3 separate regions of the Sus scrofa genome follow, and all the other regions are linked to region 1. The links are chromatin contacts, called in public Hi-C maps. All regions are on one chromosome and are shown on one strand. The core of a region is the stretch at or near the end of the contact, and the rest is flanking DNA. Distances in the headings are between cores, read along the strand shown. Region 1 holds the start of IKZF2 (zinc finger protein Helios). Region 2 overlaps IKZF2 (zinc finger protein Helios). Region 3 overlaps IKZF2 (zinc finger protein Helios).

What was found. Hi-C and Micro-C count contacts between places; a contact is called where the count stands out from the background.
Region 2: a Hi-C map of skeletal muscle shows a contact between it and region 1, with 4 times the contacts expected there. The contact joins the enhancer-like site here to the promoter of IKZF2 in region 1. A contact is called at or near these places in 2 of 47 Hi-C or Micro-C datasets (blood and skeletal muscle) and 2 of 2 datasets of contacts at active chromatin or transcription factors (alveolar macrophages and skeletal muscle).
Region 3: a contact with region 1 is called in a Hi-C map of alveolar macrophages, with 2.2 times the contacts expected there. The contact joins the enhancer-like site here to the promoter of IKZF2 in region 1. A contact is called at or near these places in 2 of 47 Hi-C or Micro-C datasets (alveolar macrophages and embryonic fibroblasts) and 2 of 2 datasets of contacts at active chromatin or transcription factors (alveolar macrophages and skeletal muscle).

What each region holds. Positions count from the first base shown.
Region 1 is chr15:115,676,085-115,678,784 of Sscrofa11.1, reverse strand. IKZF2 (zinc finger protein Helios) reads left to right here and starts at 1,282. Exons shown (of 8, transcript XM_021076006.1): 1 at 1,282-1,594.
Region 2 is chr15:115,610,491-115,613,190 of Sscrofa11.1, reverse strand. The region is part of intron 3 of IKZF2 (zinc finger protein Helios); the gene reads left to right. Among named protein-coding and RNA genes, the nearest start is that of IKZF2, 66 kb to the left of the region's middle. Within about 2 kb of position 1,385, at least 12 of the 83 cell types and tissues checked have an H3K27ac peak or open chromatin away from gene starts, as enhancers often do. A contact at or near this core is called in skeletal muscle, where this site is marked.
Region 3 is chr15:115,580,862-115,583,754 of Sscrofa11.1, reverse strand. The region is part of intron 3 of IKZF2 (zinc finger protein Helios); the gene reads left to right. Among named protein-coding and RNA genes, the nearest start is that of IKZF2, 95 kb to the left of the region's middle. Within about 2 kb of position 1,479, at least 4 of the 83 cell types and tissues checked have an H3K27ac peak or open chromatin away from gene starts, as enhancers often do. A contact at or near this core is called in alveolar macrophages, where this site is marked.

The sequences.
Region 1 (2,700 bases), core at 33-2,532:
TCTACTAAAGAATGAAATTGTTGAAACTATCCTGATATTTATTTCATCTTAATTTTGAATATATTTCAATTCATCTTTTCTAAGGATCTCCACAATTTTGCAGATACTTAAAACACTTAGGTGTAATATTTAGGGGGATTTACAGCAGTTTAGAGAAGTTACCCTTTATATATTGAGAATTTATGTATTATGAACACTCTGATTTTCTATTATAATTTAAAATCTCTGCTATCTATGGGGGTGATTAGAGTGATTTGTGGAGTTCTGTTTGGTTTTTCCCAAATATGACTTTAGGAAAATTACTTTTAATTAGATAACTGACAGGTGTTTTTTTTTTTTTTAAACCTGCTTTACTAATATATAACACACAGTGTTCTTAAAATCGTCATGAAGTAGTTGTTAGCCTGAGCTCAAATGATTTGCTCTCCAATAAAAATTGGTTAATTTTGTTTGTGGCATAGCACCGACTATCACTTGTCATAATTTAAAAAATGAGCCCACTGGTACAATTGCTGTTTAATAAATCTAGAGGAAGTAAACTTTTAAAAAGTAATTCATTAAACAACTTAAATACAGTGTCATACATATGGTGTCCATTATTTAGTGTGTATCAATGTGAATAAATTCGTTCCCAATCCCAAAATCTAAAGAAAAGGTGTTATCCAAAATTTCCCAGACATACAGAATGGCGCTTAAGATATAGTTGATGATTGTATTTTCCATGTATCATTTTTCTTTCCTCAGCAGAAAAAAAAAACTTCAGTAACTATTTCTGGGATTCTTGAAAGGAGTAGGACTACAGTGCCTGTTCCTACTCTTTCAGCATTGATTTTTTTCACAATCTGTGATATGGTTTCTCAGAAATGCTGTTTGGCAGTCCTGATAATTTCATATGTTTTCAAACGTAAGCCACCCAGACTACACAGTTCAGTATTTTGAGCTCCTTTCATTTTCCTTTTCTCTTTAATTATAGAAGTCTCTATTCCCTCTTTTTGCAAATGTGGTCGAGAAAGATGCTAAATGCGACTAGTTGTAGAAAGAACATGTATTTTTTTTTTTTTTTCTCATTGACGATCCGTATAAGTTCTTCCCAAATACAAAAGCTGTTCTATAGCCAATTGATGCTATTGATGGGCAATAGTTTACTCCTAACAACTTTTTGGACCCTCACCCGTTCCTCTGACTTTGGTGGACGTGGCACATGCCCGGTGGACAAAAAAAAAAAAACAAGTAAACACTCTAATTTTAAACTTGCACTGTAAAGCACTTTCAAAATAGTAATAGTTGAGCTTCATCTCAGACCTGACTTTCCTTCTCAATCCATTCCCGAGGACCCCTCTCTCCTCGGTCTATCCGGCGCCCTTTTCTGAAATTGCACGGCACAGTTAATTGCGAAGCCGAGTGGGTGGGTCCACGCGCACACCCAGACTCCGGCCAGGACGCCGATCCCGGAGCTCCGCGTCGCGCGCCTGGATAGCAGCCTCGCTCCTTTCGCCTGGCCTCACCACAAATCCCAGTTTGAAAGAAAACTTCACGAGGCCGAAATGAACCTCCCCTCGCCGTTACAATTCTTCCTTTCGAGCCGGCAGAAAACGTGAGATTTACCAGGACTCGGGGGTGTGTGGATTGGGGCTGCCGGGGTACTCTCGGAAGCGGGTTACCTGGTGCCCCCTCTGGGGGCGGGGTCCACCGTCCGGGGGCGCCGGGCCAGGGGGTACGCGGCCCGGCGCGCGGGTGGGCGCGAGGAGAGTGCGCGCGTCGCGGAGCCGCAGGGGCAGCACTTGTCCTGTAATCGATTGCCGAGCGCGCCGAGCGGCCCTGCGCGCATACACGCGCACTCGCGCCCTCCCCAGCCCCCCCCGCGCGCGCGCACACACACACATACACACACATAAACACACACATACACACACGAACACACGCACAGGCGCCCAGGCCCCGCACACGCACGCGCGCGCGCACGCCCGTCCTCTTGCCCGCCAGTCCCCGCGCCCCGGGCCCGCCGCCGCCGCCGCCGCGGTGGCCGCCGCCGCCGCCAGCCAGCCCTCCGCCCGCGGGCGTCTGCGCGAGCCCGGCCGGCGGGGGAGATGTGCTCTGGCTCAGGCGGATCGGTTTCTCGGGGTTTGACCAGCTGTCCCGGGCTAACCCTGCTCCTCGCTGAAGATGGAGGAAGTAAAAACAGGATTACCCTTAGCTACAGATCCACTGCCTTAGTTTCCACCACCAACTGCAGTGCACAAACACACGTTAGGCACAGGAAAGAAAGAAAAAGAGAGGACACACTAACAGTAAACACAAACAAAAGGGTGATGGGATTATTTTACTGCATGCACTGCTGAGGTAAATCTCCGCTTGGCTTTTGCGTGGCGAAGAACAGCTCTTGTTTTATTTGTCTCTGATTCATAGATTATATATAAATATGTGTATCTGATTTGCAAAGGGGGGGAGTGTTTTCAAAGTTAAGTGTAATTATATAGCATCTCGTTTTGCACTGTGATGTGATCAAATGACTTGTTGCTGTTAACCAGTAATAATAATAATACTATAGACATTTTTTCTCTGGGAGGGATGGATTGTGGTTATGATTAGGGTAACGATTTCTGTAAAGGACGCTCAGAGAATCGGGTTGCAGATGATGTCTTCTGCCTTAATTTGTCGTCCCCTCCTTGTAATCTGTTTCTGGGATGTGAATCGATCAAT
Region 2 (2,700 bases), core at 136-2,635, 66 kb after region 1:
GAAGTGGTCAGATAGATTATGTAAGAACCTGTCAGATTTACTGATGGATTAGAAGTAGCATATGAGGGAAAGGTGTCAGGAATGACTGCTAGTTTTGACCTAAGCAACCTGGTGAGTAATGATGTCATTTATTGACCTGGGAGAACTGGGAGGAGGATTGGATTTGGGGACTGAAGTCAGGAGCTCTGTTTCCAACATTTGAAGATAGAAGTCTTGACTCTTATACAACGTGTCTTATCCAAAGGAATGGAGAACCAGAATGCTCTTGCAGGGTAGTGCTGGTATGGAACTCCTTACAGTGTAATTGAAGTCCAAAGCTGCCAGACCTTGGAACATCATGCATGACTTTCCTGCTGACATATATGGCAGATCTTTTATGTGTGTTAGACACTCATTGTTTTTCTGTCATTATGTGTTTTTCTTCTTTCCATATCTTTATTCTCTGAGATTTTGCTGCTTACTAATTATGATTTGCCTAAGTTATTTAATTTTTTAAGATGTGATGTCCTCATCTATAAATGTGGATACTCTTACTTATTTGACTGGGTTATTTTTGATGACTACATTAGATAATGTTTGCTGAAGTCTTAGTATAGTGCCTGGAATTAAATTAGTAGGTATAAATATCTTCAGTTATTATTATTTTTGACAAAAGGAATATTATTTTAAAAACTATTTTAAATATTTTGGAATGGGATAGGGTTTGGATGAACGAATAATAATGAGTGTTTATCATACATATATAGATAAAAGGAGTCTTTATTATTTAAATTAGTTGCATTTTTAAAATACTGATTTTAACACTTTGAAGTTCTAGGAGGTACAACAAAGTGTTAAAATCAGTATTTTAAATTGTAGGGGTTTTCTGGCTTGGAAATATGGTCAGTGATGTGCGTTGGTATTTGCTGCCTCATAAGATCTGGCTTACCTTTATGCAAATCAAAATTCCCACAGAAATAATGAGTCAGATACAGCAGCAGGCAGTATTTAGATCACATTTTTGTTCTCTGCTCTACCAGGGCTAATCTCACCATACATTGTATATCAAGACTTTTGGTTTGCTCAGGTTTTCCATCATTTGACCTCCTCTAACCTTTGTTTTAAACCTAAGATTACTACTCTAAGTGTACTAGTATTATGGAAGTTTTTTCCAGAACAGAGTAAATGTATGCTAGAGAGTATTATGTTGAGACTCTTCCTATTACATTAACAGAGAGATCTTTAAGGAGCAAAGGCTAGATCACTTAATAAAACCACAGCCTCTTCTTTGGCAATCCTGTTGAATCTGGAAGAAAGCCAGAGGTGGCCAGTATAAGGTTAGATTCCATTCCATCAGCATAATAGTTAATAATAGTTGACTGACAGGGATGTGAAGGGTGCCCTCTTTTCCTCCCCCCTCTCCACCCCCATTCCAGGCTAACCTCTCTAGGGAATATGCCATTCCATTCCCCATTCCTAAAATTCTTTGCTCGAGCACAGCCAGGGGCTGCGGGACTGGTGCCTGATTGTAGAAAGGGTGGGGGTGTCTCTCTGAAAGGGTTGTTAGTCCCTGTAGTTGTGCTGAGGGACTAACTATCACATCTGTCGGGATATGAAAGAAAATGAGCTACCCCTGCTGTGGCTCATGTTTACGTGCGAAAAATAAGTAGACTCCTCTCACTCACCTGAATTAATACCACATCAAGATCAGTTCTGCTTCCCTGCAGCCACAGGTGACATTTCTGTCTATGGAAAATTAGAGCTGCTTTTGTCTGCTTTTTTGTGAATCATACCTCATGTCCTATATTATTCTGCACTGTTAAAATGATATTTTCAGGGAGTTTAGTACTAGTAAATTAATAACATTTGCAGCTTTCTTCTAGCTTTTTTTTTTTTTTTTTTTTTTCCTGTTCGGATGCAGGTATTTGCAGGATAGGAACTATTCAAACAGTAACAGCATTCCAGAGATTCTTTCCCTAGATTCTACATGCTTCCATTCAGAGTTCTATTTAAATGCTGAGGAGTATTGCTGAATATTGAAGAATAAAATATTTATTAGTATAGCATTTAGATGAAAATTCAAAGATCTTTTTCCAAGTCCAGGTAATTCTTATTGGATGACGATTCCTAAACTAAGCAGTCTTGAGATCAATAATTTGGTAAAATTACTATTTGGTGTTGCCTGCAGTTCGGGTTAGCAATTATTCTTTACTCCACATCTCACCACTGCAGAGCCACTTGCTAACTTTTAATCACCACCTTCTCAAGTTTAAGAGCTTGGCCAGAGTGATCCCGGAAAGTCTTAACATTTTCCAGTGAGTAAAGTCCATCTCTCTTGGAGATCTTGACACCTATCATTAACAAGGTGCAACCTCTTCAAGGATAATTTAGAATACAGACCTGCTCTTCTGTATACATAGCAAAACATAAAGAGGTTAACCATCAGGATAAAGTAATTCTGAAATAGTACATTGTAGTGACCGGCAGGCTAGCCCTACATCATGTCACCTCCTTCATTCTACAGATTATGTTGTGGGTTTCAAATGTTTTTCTCAGGTCAGTTTCCCTATCATTAATGCTGCAACACCTTTGCTGAGTAGATATCCACTCTCTCATTCTTTTATTACACCACAGTGAAACCAGCACACTAACTCTCATGGGTTGATGAATAAATTCCAGTTTTACTGGCTTTTGTAAATAAGCCTTTAAAAATAGTTTCTG
Region 3 (2,893 bases), core at 230-2,729, 95 kb after region 1:
TAGGACCTACTATGTTGCTTTGTAATTATTTTTTTTTACCTTTTAACAGATAGATACACTCCATATGACTAACTAAAGTGTCTATTCATTAAGGGTAGGAAATAGGTATGCATGTTGCAAAAAAATTTTTCTGCTGCTACTTCGTAGAAGATAAATATCTGATACTGATCTATAAAAATTTGCTGGGTGGTTGTCCAGATTCATTTTTCGTAATTACCACTTCACGTTTTCTCTTTTTTGTTACCGTGCTTCTTGGTTATACATTTTTAACTGAACAATCCTGCATCTCGGCGCCAAATGTTGACACTCTTTATTTTATGGAAATAGTGAGTATTTATGGAGGAACATCAGGGAAAGAACTTCTCTAGCTTTGATGTTTATTCCAAGTTTTGGCAACCAGGGATATTTGAAGCCAGGTTATGGAAAGCTGTGGGGTTCTCTGTCACTTCAGTTCAGAGACTCAGTAAAGCCGAAGTGCATCACCTGGCTTTGGTTCTCGCCTCTGTTGCCCTGGCCCCGTAATAGAAACCCTGCTTCATTTCTTATCTCTTTCTCTTTAGTGCTCCGGCAGCACTGCCTTCTGACCTGGTTTAAGCGTCCTCAGTGACCTCTGGCAATCCAGTGTGAGGATCCCTTTGGGAATATGTCCACTCAGCTAGATTTTATAAAAATGACTTTACTTCTTATGGAAGTTTGGTTCAAAAATTTGTACTTGCCTTATCAAAGAGAGAATTTCACCATGTAATTTGCTTCACAAACCTCCCACAGTTATGTTAAGCAGATGGTTGCCAAACACCAGTTCAAAGTAGATTGCTCTTATATGAAATAAAATCCATGCTCAGAAAATCTGGCAGTGGAAGCTGGTCTTCTTCCAAAACAGGCTCTCAGACAAATTTCTCTTTGCTCAAATCAGGCAAACTACTACACCTGTATTCAACATGCAGTAAAGAAAATGTCAGATGGCACACACTGATTCAAAGTCACTCTTCTTTAGCATACTGACATCCTTTTTTTCTTTACCATAACTAGTAACTGCTTTGCTTTTGGTGATATAGAGGAAATAGCAAGAATTTGGTCAGCAGTTTTTGGTTCTAGTCTCAGCTATGACTGAATAAATGTATGACTTGGACATGTTACTTTACCCGTTCCGAGTTTTGGTTTTGTCATCTATAAATGAGAATAATACATACATCACAGAGTGGCTGTCATGATTAAATCATGTGATGCATATAATGTGTCTTTTGTGCAGTGGTCCTTCAATTAATGTTATGGTGGTGATGTTTTTTGTTTAAAACCTCTGTATTATAATTATTTGTCACTATGGTTAATGTATACATGATCTCTGTAACTTAAAAAAGAAGTATGACAGGCAAATCAGCAACAGTAGTTCAAAAAACGTTCATTAAGTGCCTAGTAAGGGTAAGATGGTTTTACAATGGTGAATAAAGACAGCACTTCCTTTCAAATGTCTTACACTGCAGTGAGTGTAGAGTTAAGTCAGATACACTGATGAAATCACTGTAATGTGTCTTTGCACTCGGGAAACAGTTCATGAAAAAAGGTGGAAAATAAGTAGGCCTTGAATGGTGTGCTAATATTGATAGACATAAGGGAAGGATTCCAGAAAATAATAGGGGGCAGGAAGAAAATAAGTAGAGATGTATAGGATAAGTTCCAGGAAGGATGACTGAAAAATGACTGGAAAAAGCATGAATAACTAAGGGACTAATAAGACATATGGCCAAGAGAAATGATGGAACCCTTCTGTGGAGGTCCTCAGAGTCACACCAATACCTTTTTATTTAATTGTGTGCAGTGAGCAGTCTTTGAAGACATGTAGAATAATATGAGCTCTGTTTTAGGGAGATTAATGTAAACACTGAATATAGGCTGAATTGGGGGAGTGGAATGTGGCGGAAAACTGAAGATATCAGCTAGAAAGTTAGTGAAATTATTCCAGGTGAGAGGAGGTGGGGAATCTTAAGTTCTGTGTTGCCATGAAAATGCACAGCAAGGGGTTGGATGTGTAAGACATGGCAGATATTGAATCTCTAGGACTTGGCAAATACAATCATTCATTTAAAGTATGGATAAGGAGATAGACTGTTGGTTGCCTGTGGCATTTCTGTTTAAACGAGGCTTATTTTCTCCATGTTGTGCATTTCTTATGAAATTAGTTGTCTGCCAAAAAATGGAAATTCACCCTTGGGCAGCAGTGGTGCCACTGCTGGTCAATAAAGTGTGTGGTCTGCTGACGGGCATGCTATAGAAGGGAGTTCTGTAGAAGGGTCCCTGCATTGTGGGAGACCATCAGGGAGTCAGATAGCTTGGCTCCTTGGGTTTTGGGGTTTTGTTTTGCTTTTTTTTTGTCTTTTTAGGGTCACACGTGTAGCATATGGAAGTTCCCAGGCTAGGGGTCGAATTGTAGCTGTAGCTTCTGGCAACACAGCCATTGCAACCTACGACACAGCTCGAAGCAATGCCAGATCCTTAATCCACTGAGTGGGGCCAGGATCGAATCTACATCCTCTTGGATAGTAATCGGGTTCTTTACCACGGAACCACAAGGGGACTCCTTGGCTCCTTAGTTTTATTTGTTTGTTTGTTTTTCAATGAGGTAAAGAAGATACTTTGGGGATATCTATTTTGTTGTAAAGATCTCTTTAAATGTGCAAGAAATACTGCATGAGCTGCACATAGGTATGATTTATCTTTGTAGCAAAAATTGACACAAGACTGTCAAAATGTGACCACAAAGGAAGTCCTAAAAGGCCATCCTCCATAACTGTTGGTTTAGAGATTAAAGTTGATAATACTGACTTATTCCCAAATTGCTGTCTTACCAACCCCTGATAAGTCATAGCATGACAAAGAATAGAGAAAAAGTGGACAA